2 separate regions of the Mus musculus genome follow, and region 2 is linked to region 1. A link is a contact called in public Hi-C data. All regions are on one chromosome and are shown on one strand. The core of a region is the stretch at or near the end of the contact, and the rest is flanking DNA. Distances in the headings are between cores, read along the strand shown. Region 1 has its middle 11 kb from the start of Gm36874. Region 2 overlaps Gm36926 (a long non-coding RNA gene).

Region 1 (5,003 bases), core at 1,797-4,296:
GACTATCAGGAATCAGAGTAAACTAAAACTAAAAAAGTGAGCAGAATGATCCCGTTTCTTAAGAAACCACTCAGAGCGAAGCCTACTGAAGCTCAACAAGGCGCTCAGAGTCAAAGGACTTCAAGAATCTAGATCAGGACAAAAGTGCTCAGAGCCTGTGTGCCATTTCCTGCTCCAAGCCAATGGGGTTTTCACACACAGCACATGGGCACTTCACTTTAGTATCATGACTTTTCTGTCAACTTGGCACAGGCTAGGGTCATCTGGGAAGAGGGACATCAACTGAAAAGCTGCCTCCATCAGATTAGCTTATAGGCTAGAATGCTGGACAATTTCTTGATCAATGAATGATATGGGAGGTCCTAGCCTGCTGTGGGTAGTGTCACCTTTGGGCAGGTGGTCCTAAGCAGTATAAAAAGGCAGGCTGAGAGAGCCATGGGCAGCAAACCACTAAGAACTCTTTCTCCGTGACTTCTGCCTCCTCATTCCTCCTTGAGTTCTGGCCCGACTCTCCTTCATGATGACTTGTAAGCTGAAATAACCCTTTCCTCCTGAACTCCTGAACTGGCTTAGGTCGTGGTATTTACCACAGCAATAGGAAGCAAACCAGGACACTCGGGATGCTCTTCTAGGTTTTGTTATAAAAGACTCACCCAACAAGTGTGTGCACACACACACAAAAGAGATCAGCATACACACACTACAACCCACTGAAATTGGTGGAGGGTGAAACATCCAATCACTTTGAAACAATACCAGTGAGATAAGGAACTTATACCAAGAGAAGGTTAAAGCTATGCCAGGCACTGGAGTGGGCTGCTGAGGGGCAGATTCGGGGTGCCTTATTGCTAACAGCATGGTCATGTGACTTGTAGGATTTTTTTTTATTTTTAGCAAATTAAACTCAAAGAACACAATACTACTCTTGGAGGAATTCAGGATGAGTGAGTCCTTCCACCCTCTGCCTTCAGTTTCCCTCAAATATGAATGCTGTCAACAATTTGTTTTCTTTTTCCATGTCTTCAAATGACCTCTATTAATGATATGAATGCAAACAGCACTAAATCCAAAACATGACCTTTCGCTGCCTAATGGCTGAGCTGGGTGAAGAACAGCATCCTGTCAGCTCTATTCCCTACTAGATAACACCTAAATATCTAAATAAAATACACATGCATGTGTTCACGAATTTTACAAAATATTAGCATACCGGATACACTGTCCTCTGACCTTGCTTTTATTCCCACACAGAGTGACAGGCTTGCTCTTTCAATATGTATAAAGTGATCTCATTCTTTTTATTGGTTGTATAAAATTTACTTAACTATCCTGTTGAAAGATAAAATTGTTTTTGAACTTTGGAATTACTTTACAAACCCATGCAAATATGGAACGTGGACTAAGTTCCTAGACGTGCCCAGTGGAATATTACTCAGCTTTAAAAAGAAACTGCTATATGTTCCAATGTGACTAAACTGGAGGAAATTCTACTTAGTAAAATCAATAGGCAAGACGATTGTACAAACCCTGCGCAATTCTGATTCTAGGAGGGGAATATATTAGACAGTTTAGGAAAGGCAGGAAGCAGAATGGTGGTTGCCAGGGGCTGGGAGATGAAGGGAATGCAGAGTTACGTAGTAGATAATTTTGAGTTTGTGAGATAGGGACGGTTTTATGATAGACGGCAATGCCAGTGAACTGTGACAACAGAAAACTTTTAATTTTTAAACTTTAAGAATAACAGAGTTTTAAATTATGATTCATTGGCTTAACTGGGGGTGGGGTGGGGGCGGCAGCTTGCTTTATGTGACTCTGGCTGGCCTGGAACTCACAGAGATCTGTCTGCCTCTGTCTCTTGAGTACTGGGACTAACAGCACGTGTCATTACATCTGGCGGACTAATGGATGTAATTTTGACTTTTAGTTAGATCATCTGCCTTCAAATTTAGGAATTTCCTGCCTGATTCTTTTTTTTTTTTTTTTTTTAATGCCAATCCTTCTTGTTCTGTGATGACCCTGCAAAACGCATAACAATATGTTAATGATCTTTATTTTTTTTAAAAAAAATATTTTCTGTTGTCCACATTTGCACAAAGAAGGAAGCCTCTTTTCCTTGCACCCGTGGTTTCTGGGTTGCCTGAAGGCCTTGTGCTTTCTCTTCATCAGGGTTTCCCTTTGCACTTCTTGGATGTCCCATGTCTTCCCTGCATACTGCTCTTGGTGAATAGGCACCTTCCAGTGTGTGTGTTGGGGGTTCTGGGCCCCCAGGGGCACTTTCTTTGGTGCGCAAGCCCTCACTCTGTCTTATCTCGTTCCATCGAGGCATCATGATATTTAGCAGAACTTGAAGTTGGAGAAAGAAATGGAGTAGCCTATGACCTCTGACCTCTGACCTATGAGGTATATAACCTTCCAAGCAGTCAGGAATGTCACCTGGGCCTGAAGACCGTGTGCTGGTGCCTCCAGCAGCACTGCAGCAGCAGGGCGCCTCACCCTGGGACATCCTCCTCTCTGGCTCTTCTTTACTTCTGCTTCTTTCATCTGTAGGGACCGGTCCTCTATCATTATTGATGGACAGCACCAACTCCTACTTTTAAATGGGTTTATAGCCTTACTATTTCAGGAGTTGTTACTGAATATTCAGCCTGCCTACTCACCATGTCCTACACTCATTATTCATAAGGACTTTTAACGAGCTTTTCTGGGTAGGGCCACTCTGCCTTAGTTCTACACCCGGCTGCGGATTGCATGCTTCTGAGTGGAGCTGAATGGCTCGCCACTCTGGAGTGGGAACTGCCAGGCTAGTCACAGCAGCATCCTCCCAGCCAGGCAAAAGAAACCCTTGTGTCCAGCAAAGGTGCCTTCTCACCGGCTGCTAGGTACATGAAACCTGCAGCCTCTTACATGCCCCAGCCTCACAAGCAATTCCCCAGGCGTGCAGGAGGCCGCCGCCACCTTGTTCTGCCACTGCTGTGAGAGGAAACACAGGCAGTTTTGATCCTTGTGCCATAAACAATCAATGCACAGCCATGGGGCAGAGGGGGACATAAGGCATCCTATTGTTCTGCAGCAATTAGCGCATTCCGGTAGAGCCAGTTCTGGGCAGGGGGCAGAGGGAGTAGCCACAAAATGCCCTTTGTCCGAACTCCCATAAAAAAATTCCAGCCAGTGGGAGTGAACACAGACATATTCCAGAGAGTAGACTGTAGATGCCCCAGATCTTGGCTTCTACAGTGAAAGTATTCCAGGACTTCATGGATCGTGGTCTGTAGAAGGGGGAGAAAAACAAATACCTCCCCAATGAGAGGAGCCCCTTCACCATGCTGTGGATTTTACTTTTTAAGGACTTGGTCTTTATCTAGTTTGTCAAATTGTTTTCTTTACTAACCTAAGAGGCAGCTGAAAAAGGCCTCTTCTTCCCTCCCTTAATCTCATTCCCCATACCTATTCCTGGTCCGTGGTACTCCCTGAGAAGTGTGTATTTAGGCCCTTTGACTCACAGCTAAATAATTGCAAAGCTGGTTTATCATTTAGGAACTATAGATATATGGATAAGACTTACTGCCTAGACAGATATCATTTCCCCTAGTTCAAACCTGAACAAAATAAAGACCTATGACATAGTGTGACTGAGTGAAAGTCACCTGGTGGTAGTGAATTCTATCCCATCTTCCGACATCGTATGACATCAGATGGTGAAAGCCTGGAGCCCCAGAGATGTATCTGACCTTGTCTACCTATAAGCCATCAGATGAGCACAGCTCTGTGTTTTGCTTTCCTTTGCCTTGTGAGGGACATGATGACAATACCTCCCTCATGGGGCTTTGGAAGCATTAATGACAGAAGATGTGACCTGTTCAGAATAAGCAGTCCCTGGCACTTAGTAAATGTACCAAGTTCAATTCTACCAAGGGCCACAGGTGAGCAACCCCAGTTGCACAGACTCTGAGAGGATTTTCCAGCCAGGAGGATTTGTTCGGATGCTCTCAGCACTCACAGGGGGACCATGAGAAGGTGGTGGCCAGAAGAACGGGCTTATTATATGTTTTAGTGTTGGTTAATACATGCCTTCATTGCTAAGCACTTGTGGACAGAGTGGAGCATATGAGTAGGCAACACTCCAGTCTTGTTTTTTTCCTTCTTCCAAGAAGACATCATTTGTTCTTTGAGTCTGTGGAACACCTTGAAGTGACTATGAAAAATGAGCCCCTGAAAGAGTGGATGTGCCCTGGATGGAAGTTGCCCCACGAAGGCAGAACAGGTTCAAGGCCTGAGACTTTTGGATCTTTATCTGCATGAGAGAGGAGGGTAATTAAACTCACAGTGATGTCTCCTTACAAATCTAGAAATAGTAGAATTGTGAAGTTTCATTTCCTTGTGAAAATTAACCACCTGTTGCAAAGCCAGACTCCAGCCAACTACCATAAAAATGAGCAAACCAGTGCCTTTGAATGTTGAACTGAAAAGGCTGTGCGTTGTCCAGCCTCGAACAGTAGAAACAACCGTCATAAAATGATATAACAAAATACAGTGAGACACATGTAAGTCCTTGGCAGGGAATTCACTTTCTGCCCAGCACAGCGTGTCTTTTTGTGAGTGAATCCAGTGATTCATAGCCACTGGACTTTGACTTATAGCTTCATTTTTATGAAGTTTAAACTATCATTATTATAAGGTAGGAGACAGGTGTGGGTTTCATGCCTACAGTGGAAATCACCGCTCTGCTCGCCCATACCCTACCCAATGTGATTCAGAATGCTGTCATCCTCATCACCGACATCATCACCAGAGCTGTCTTTCATTGATCACCAGCTTCCAGGAGCTCACGATGTCCTTACAGAGTCCTGCAAAGGAGAAGGGTCATAGGTGGAGCCCAATGCATGGAGACATAGTCCCAGTCTGCTTTAGAGCTTTACTTGTGATGAAACCTCCACATTGGGGATCAAAATAAGCACTCTATGGTAGAGTGATGTCCCCAGCCTCTGTGATGTAACATCTTAATG
Region 2 (5,003 bases), core at 1,337-3,836, 75 kb before region 1:
AGCTCCAGGAATTGACTCATGGGTTTCTTCTTGCAGTACTGAGAACCCAGAGGTATGGACTTGCAATAAACTCATCTGCCTCATCTGGATTTGATCTCTCAGGGGTAAGAAACCATTCTTTGTTGACAAATTTCCAGTGTTCTAGTTGTTCTACGTCTTTTGTCTGCTGTGTTTGTGTGTTGTGTCTAGTCAGAGATTAAATACTATCTCTCTTACTAACTTGGCCAGAGTTCCTTTGGCTTTTGGGGTTGCAGGTCAGCACTTGGCTCCCCTCCAGTCATCTACTCTGAGACACCTCTTCTGTGAGTCTCCTCCTGACATCTTCCACCTGGTATGTCATGTGATACATAGAGATATTGTCTGAGCATGACATGACTTTCCTCATTGGTACTCATAAATTCTATCTGTTCTTTCTCTCAAATTCTTCTCCTGTCTGGGTAGGAACAATTACTGCCTCAGAGATCTTCATTTTGTTTCATGTCTATTAATATAAATTCCTGCTAGCTCTGAGTTCCAGTAGTTCTTTGCAATAGCACTGAGATGCTCTAACATTTAAGGCAACTGCACTAGTGACTGCCACAGAAAACCAAGCATCTCTTTTATGTAGCAGTTTCTTCACAGGTTAAAACTTTCAGCTCCAGGGAGACTCCTTAAGACAAAAACTAAATAACTCAAAATAATTTAAGGAAGTCCCTGAAACTGACCAGATTCATTAGGCCCCTCCCTCCCGAGAGTAAAGAATAAATGCTGGGAAGAGCCACTCTCAAAAGAGCAAAGCAGTCTGGAACAAGCAGGAATCAGCCAAACTGCCTGGAAGAGGCTCAGAACAACTGGACAGGACAACCTGGAAAGAATGCTCTTCAGCCTGTTGAACTGCCTGCAGGCTGTGCAGTGTGCCCCAGGTTCCCTGCTCTGTGAGCCGTCACCACGCTGAGGTGACCTTTGGTGATGCAGCTGTCTTTGAGTCATTTCTGTGCTTGTAAATAACCCCTCACCCGCATTCCTATAAGTAACCCCAATAAAAAGTCATTTGATCATTAAATAGGACTTTCGTGGTATCCACACTTTGGTCTTTTGTGGGTTCCTTTCTTGGGGTGAGTGCGACTCTCCAGGAAAAGTCAGTCACATCTCTCTCTGAGGCATTAATGATGGGAAGGCAGTAGAACTCATCTTTCTCTTGCCTTATTCTGCTTCCTACTCAGAAGTCCACACTTTACACTGTGCCCAGTCAAGCAGTTTATATCATATTTCAGCAAAATCAACATCTCTGCATGTCACGGGCCTATGAGCTTCTCACTGATTGATGAGGCCGGGAATAACAAATGAGAGGCCTAGTTTTTCCGTTATGATCATCCTTCTATGTTATAAGCTTACGAATGACTGAGGCCTCTCTTATTGCTTTGGGGGTATGCTAAGTTATGGTGTGTGAAATAAAATAGGTGTTTGTTGAGTGAATGAATGAATGAATGAATGCACAGTTAGAAAAGTGACCCTCCAAGCCACCATGTATCCTGCAGTGTGCCTGTGTGGAGAAAGGCCGTACGGCAGCCATCCAGCATCATTTCCAATCATGATAGCTAGCTAGTGTCCATTCTTGCACTTAGATTCCTAGACCATGGTATAAGAAAGGGAAGAAGATTGGAGGAAGGAAGGAAAAGAACAAAAAAAGAAAAGAATGCAGCCAGTACTGTGGGGTATTTCAACTATGTTTCATTGGTAGGTCAAGAGGTCACTGGGGTATTTCAACTATGCCTCACTGATAGATAAAGAGATAATTGGGGTATTTCAACTATGCCCCATTGATAGGTCAAGAGTTCATTAGCTTCATCACTGTTATCCCCAGCGTCACCTCCAGTGTTTCCTGGATGTGGCTGCTATGGAGGCTATAGGCTTGGAGAACTTTCCAATAATACCCAAACAAAAGTCCTCCTTTGCCTCTCTATTTAAAAACTTAGGGTTCTGCCACTGAAGACTTACCTTCATTATATTATCACCAGTTCGGACAACAAGAAAATGAAGTTTGGAGTGTAGAGAACTCCCCTCCCCAAGTCTAGCAACAACGCCACAGGGCCTTAGCTTTCATCCCATAAGGCTAAAACACTATGGTGTTTGGTTTCTAGAACAGTAGATTTAGCATTTGACCAGCAACTGCCTGGATCACAGCCAGGACTTCAGATGAACTATTTGAAGGGCTCTGATGAAGCGCTGTGTGGCTGGCTATTTAGTCATGTTCAAAATATCTGAGGGCCTGAACTATGTTTATCCAGACCTGGCCATTCCTGCTCCCAAAGCGACTTTCCTGGAGCACCCTGCAGGCCTAGTCTCTGCCAGAGAATGTTCCTCTCAAGTCAGAAAAAGAGCCTGGTTGGACTCTGTATGCGCAGCTGATGGGAAGGAGGCCCTGCAGCTCACAGCTTGCAGTCAGGGCCATGGGAATGTGGGAATACACAGCTTTCTCTCCAATGCTTATAAACACTCCATTCATCACACAGCTCTCCCAAAACATGCATGCAATACTGTGACCACATGAATTCCATGGATGTCCAGCCTGCCTTCTGGACAAGCCTGGGTTGCGACATCTGGCTTCTACTGCTGCTTGCTTAGCCACAAATTCCAGCCACAGGCTGCTTGTGGTTCTGTGTCCCAGCCCTGGTCTCAGCACACACAGGAGCACAAGGATCTATGACAAATGGCAGTGGTTGCAGTACAGGTTTCCCCCCTGGAGGCAAGGGATGGCTGGGGAATTCAAAGCCATGTGACTCCTCGGGCAGACCGTTTCATGTCTAGTTATTGTCTTAAGAAGTCCCACTTACAAGCTCGGTGCTACACCTTTCGGCTTATATTCTTCTTAGAAGCTCAATGTTACACCTTTTGGCTTGTGTTCCTCTTTGCTTCCTCACAGCTTTCACAAAAGCCTGCTCTAAGCATCTCACAGCCCTGTTGTAAGATATCAAAGTAATGATCATTTTCCATAGACCTGTGTCAGTCTTCTGGGGCCAACAGACTGGGTGGGGTGGCTCAAATAACAGGAATTTACTTTCTTATAATCTATATTGTAAGAGTATAATCTATATTCCAGACCCAAGGTGTCACTGGGTTGCTTTCTTCTGGGACACCTTCTCAGGACTTTTCTCCTTGTTTAAGTCATTCATTTCAGTTGGCCAAAAGCCCTTCACGGCCTCCTGTCAGATTTGTCATCTTTACTTTAAATACCCTATCTCCAAACTCAGTCACATTCGGTGGGACTGGCAGCCAGACCTTCATCATACGAACTCTGAGGCTGATGCACCTCAGCCTCTACCCCCTTCACAGGAAAAGGTAGTACAGCCTTGGCAATTAAAGTGCAACCAAATTCCCGCTCCCCCCGCCCTCAGTCCCAATGTGATTCACTCTCCGTTCAAAGAAGCCTGGAGCCTCTGGTTTTCAAGGGGGCTTTTATTAGACTGGCTTAGAGGATTGGAGGCTGGGTAATCAGCTGACTGCCTGCATAGTGGAGATGCAGAGAATTGGTAGCTGCTCAGGTCAAGAGCTCCATCTCTGAATGGGGAGGAGCCATGCTGCGGCCACTCTGTGAGGCTGAAGGCCTGGAAACTCCCTAGACATTTACTAGTGGGAAACTGATGACGAATCTGGAGTCTAATGAAAAAGCTGGAGTCTGATGAAGAAGCTGGAGTCTGGATGTCCACATGTGATGGCAGCAGCAATAGGTACCCTGGAATAATGGCGACCACACGGACTGCCTGGTGTCTTCCACTTCCCATTTTGTTCCACCTTCTGGTTTCCTGTTGCTCGTAAGGATTCTGTTTCCCTGTGGCCTATCTCAGAGTCAAATGTCCTTTTGCCAAACCTCATCCCATGCCTCTCATTCTGTTGCCTGCTGCCCAGCCCTTCTTCCCAGAGACCCACCACAAGCAGAGCATCTTCCCGGAGCCATGCATGCTTCCAGCAGTGTCTCCTCAAGACAAATTCAGAAAGTTTAGAATAACCTGCCCATATGGTCCCCATATCCTGCTACTCATGTCCTCTCTCCCTCCCTTCCCCTAACCCTGCATTCTGGGCATCTAAGAAACCCACCAGATACTCCAAAGGTCTTTCTCTACAGGACCACTCTTGGGATGAGGAATCTAGTCCTCCCAAATTTTCCTTCCCTTGGCAGTCCCTCATTAGTTACCAAGGTTCCATCCTCCTCTTCTGTGTAGGATGGGCTGTGGGATGAAATGTGTTGCCCACAGTTTATAAGTATGGCCTTAACCTTTAGTCCCCCATATTTTCCCGTAACTCTATCTCCCTTTCCTAGTTTCTCAGTATCATTTGAGGGTCACCTCCCATTTAAGCTTCGTCTGACTCAAAGGCACAAGTGTATGCTCCTCAGCATGGTTTGCTGCTGGGTGTAATCATTTGTTCTCCCATCCATGCCATTTCTTGAATGGAACATCTCTTTTCTTGAGTGGCACACTTCCATTCTGGTCTTCTAAGCTGTTGCTCCCATGACTCCAAGAGCACAGGGCAGCCCTGTTTCCTCTTCATCCCACCACTGACTGCCTAGAATAGTGTCTGGACTTCTAGGCGAAATACAAATTTATGTAAACTTATGTAAATATAAGATTAATATAAGAGATAAGATTGGTTGTCCCTTCAAATTTGTGGATTTTGTTTTGTGGCTTTTTATTTTGTTTATTTTTATTATTTGGTAGTTTTGTGTATGTGTATAATGTGTATGTTTTAATCATTTTCGCCTCTCATTGCCCCTCTCATTCCCCTCCCTCTTCCATTGGAAACTTCCTTTTTCTCAACAGATGCCTCTCCTCCTTTTATGTGGTAGGGTCACATGCCGCACTGGGTTTCAGCAGAGTGGCTTAGATGAGAATATGTGAGAGGAACTTCCTGTAGATGGACATCAAGTGACTCTACACCACCTCCTTCCCCCAATCCATCTCTGCCATAGATAAGGATTGGGACTTGATGTCTGTCCCTGGTCCAATCTTGTGTATAATTAGTGAATT

Evidence for each region. A called contact is a pair of places that touch in the nucleus more often than the background predicts.
Region 2: a Hi-C map of uterus shows a contact between it and region 1, with 1.7 times the contacts expected there. The contact joins two enhancer-like sites. A contact is called at or near these places in 2 of 39 promoter capture datasets (the 3T3-L1 cell line and 3T3-L1-derived adipocytes), 14 of 484 Hi-C or Micro-C datasets (3T3-L1-derived adipocytes, the BV-2 cell line, the G1E-ER4 cell line and 11 more), 3 of 115 datasets of contacts at active chromatin or transcription factors (bone marrow-derived macrophages, embryonic fibroblasts and microglia) and 4 of 9 other capture datasets (adipose tissue, liver, macrophages and 1 more).

Annotation. Positions count from the first base shown.
Region 1 is chr11:63,038,209-63,043,211 of GRCm38.p6, reverse strand. No RefSeq gene overlaps it. Among named protein-coding and RNA genes, the nearest start is that of Gm36874, 11 kb to the left of the region's middle. Within about 2 kb of position 3,046, at least 42 of the 459 cell types and tissues checked have an H3K27ac peak or open chromatin away from gene starts, as enhancers often do. A contact at or near this core is called in trophoblast stem cells and uterus, where this site is marked.
Region 2 is chr11:63,112,749-63,117,751 of GRCm38.p6, reverse strand. Gm36926 (a long non-coding RNA gene) reads left to right here. Exons shown (of 3, transcript XR_388733.4): 2 at 37-104. Among named protein-coding and RNA genes, the nearest start is that of Gm36926, 4.0 kb to the left of the region's middle. Within about 2 kb of position 2,586, at least 67 of the 459 cell types and tissues checked have an H3K27ac peak or open chromatin away from gene starts, as enhancers often do. A contact at or near this core is called in trophoblast stem cells and uterus, where this site is marked.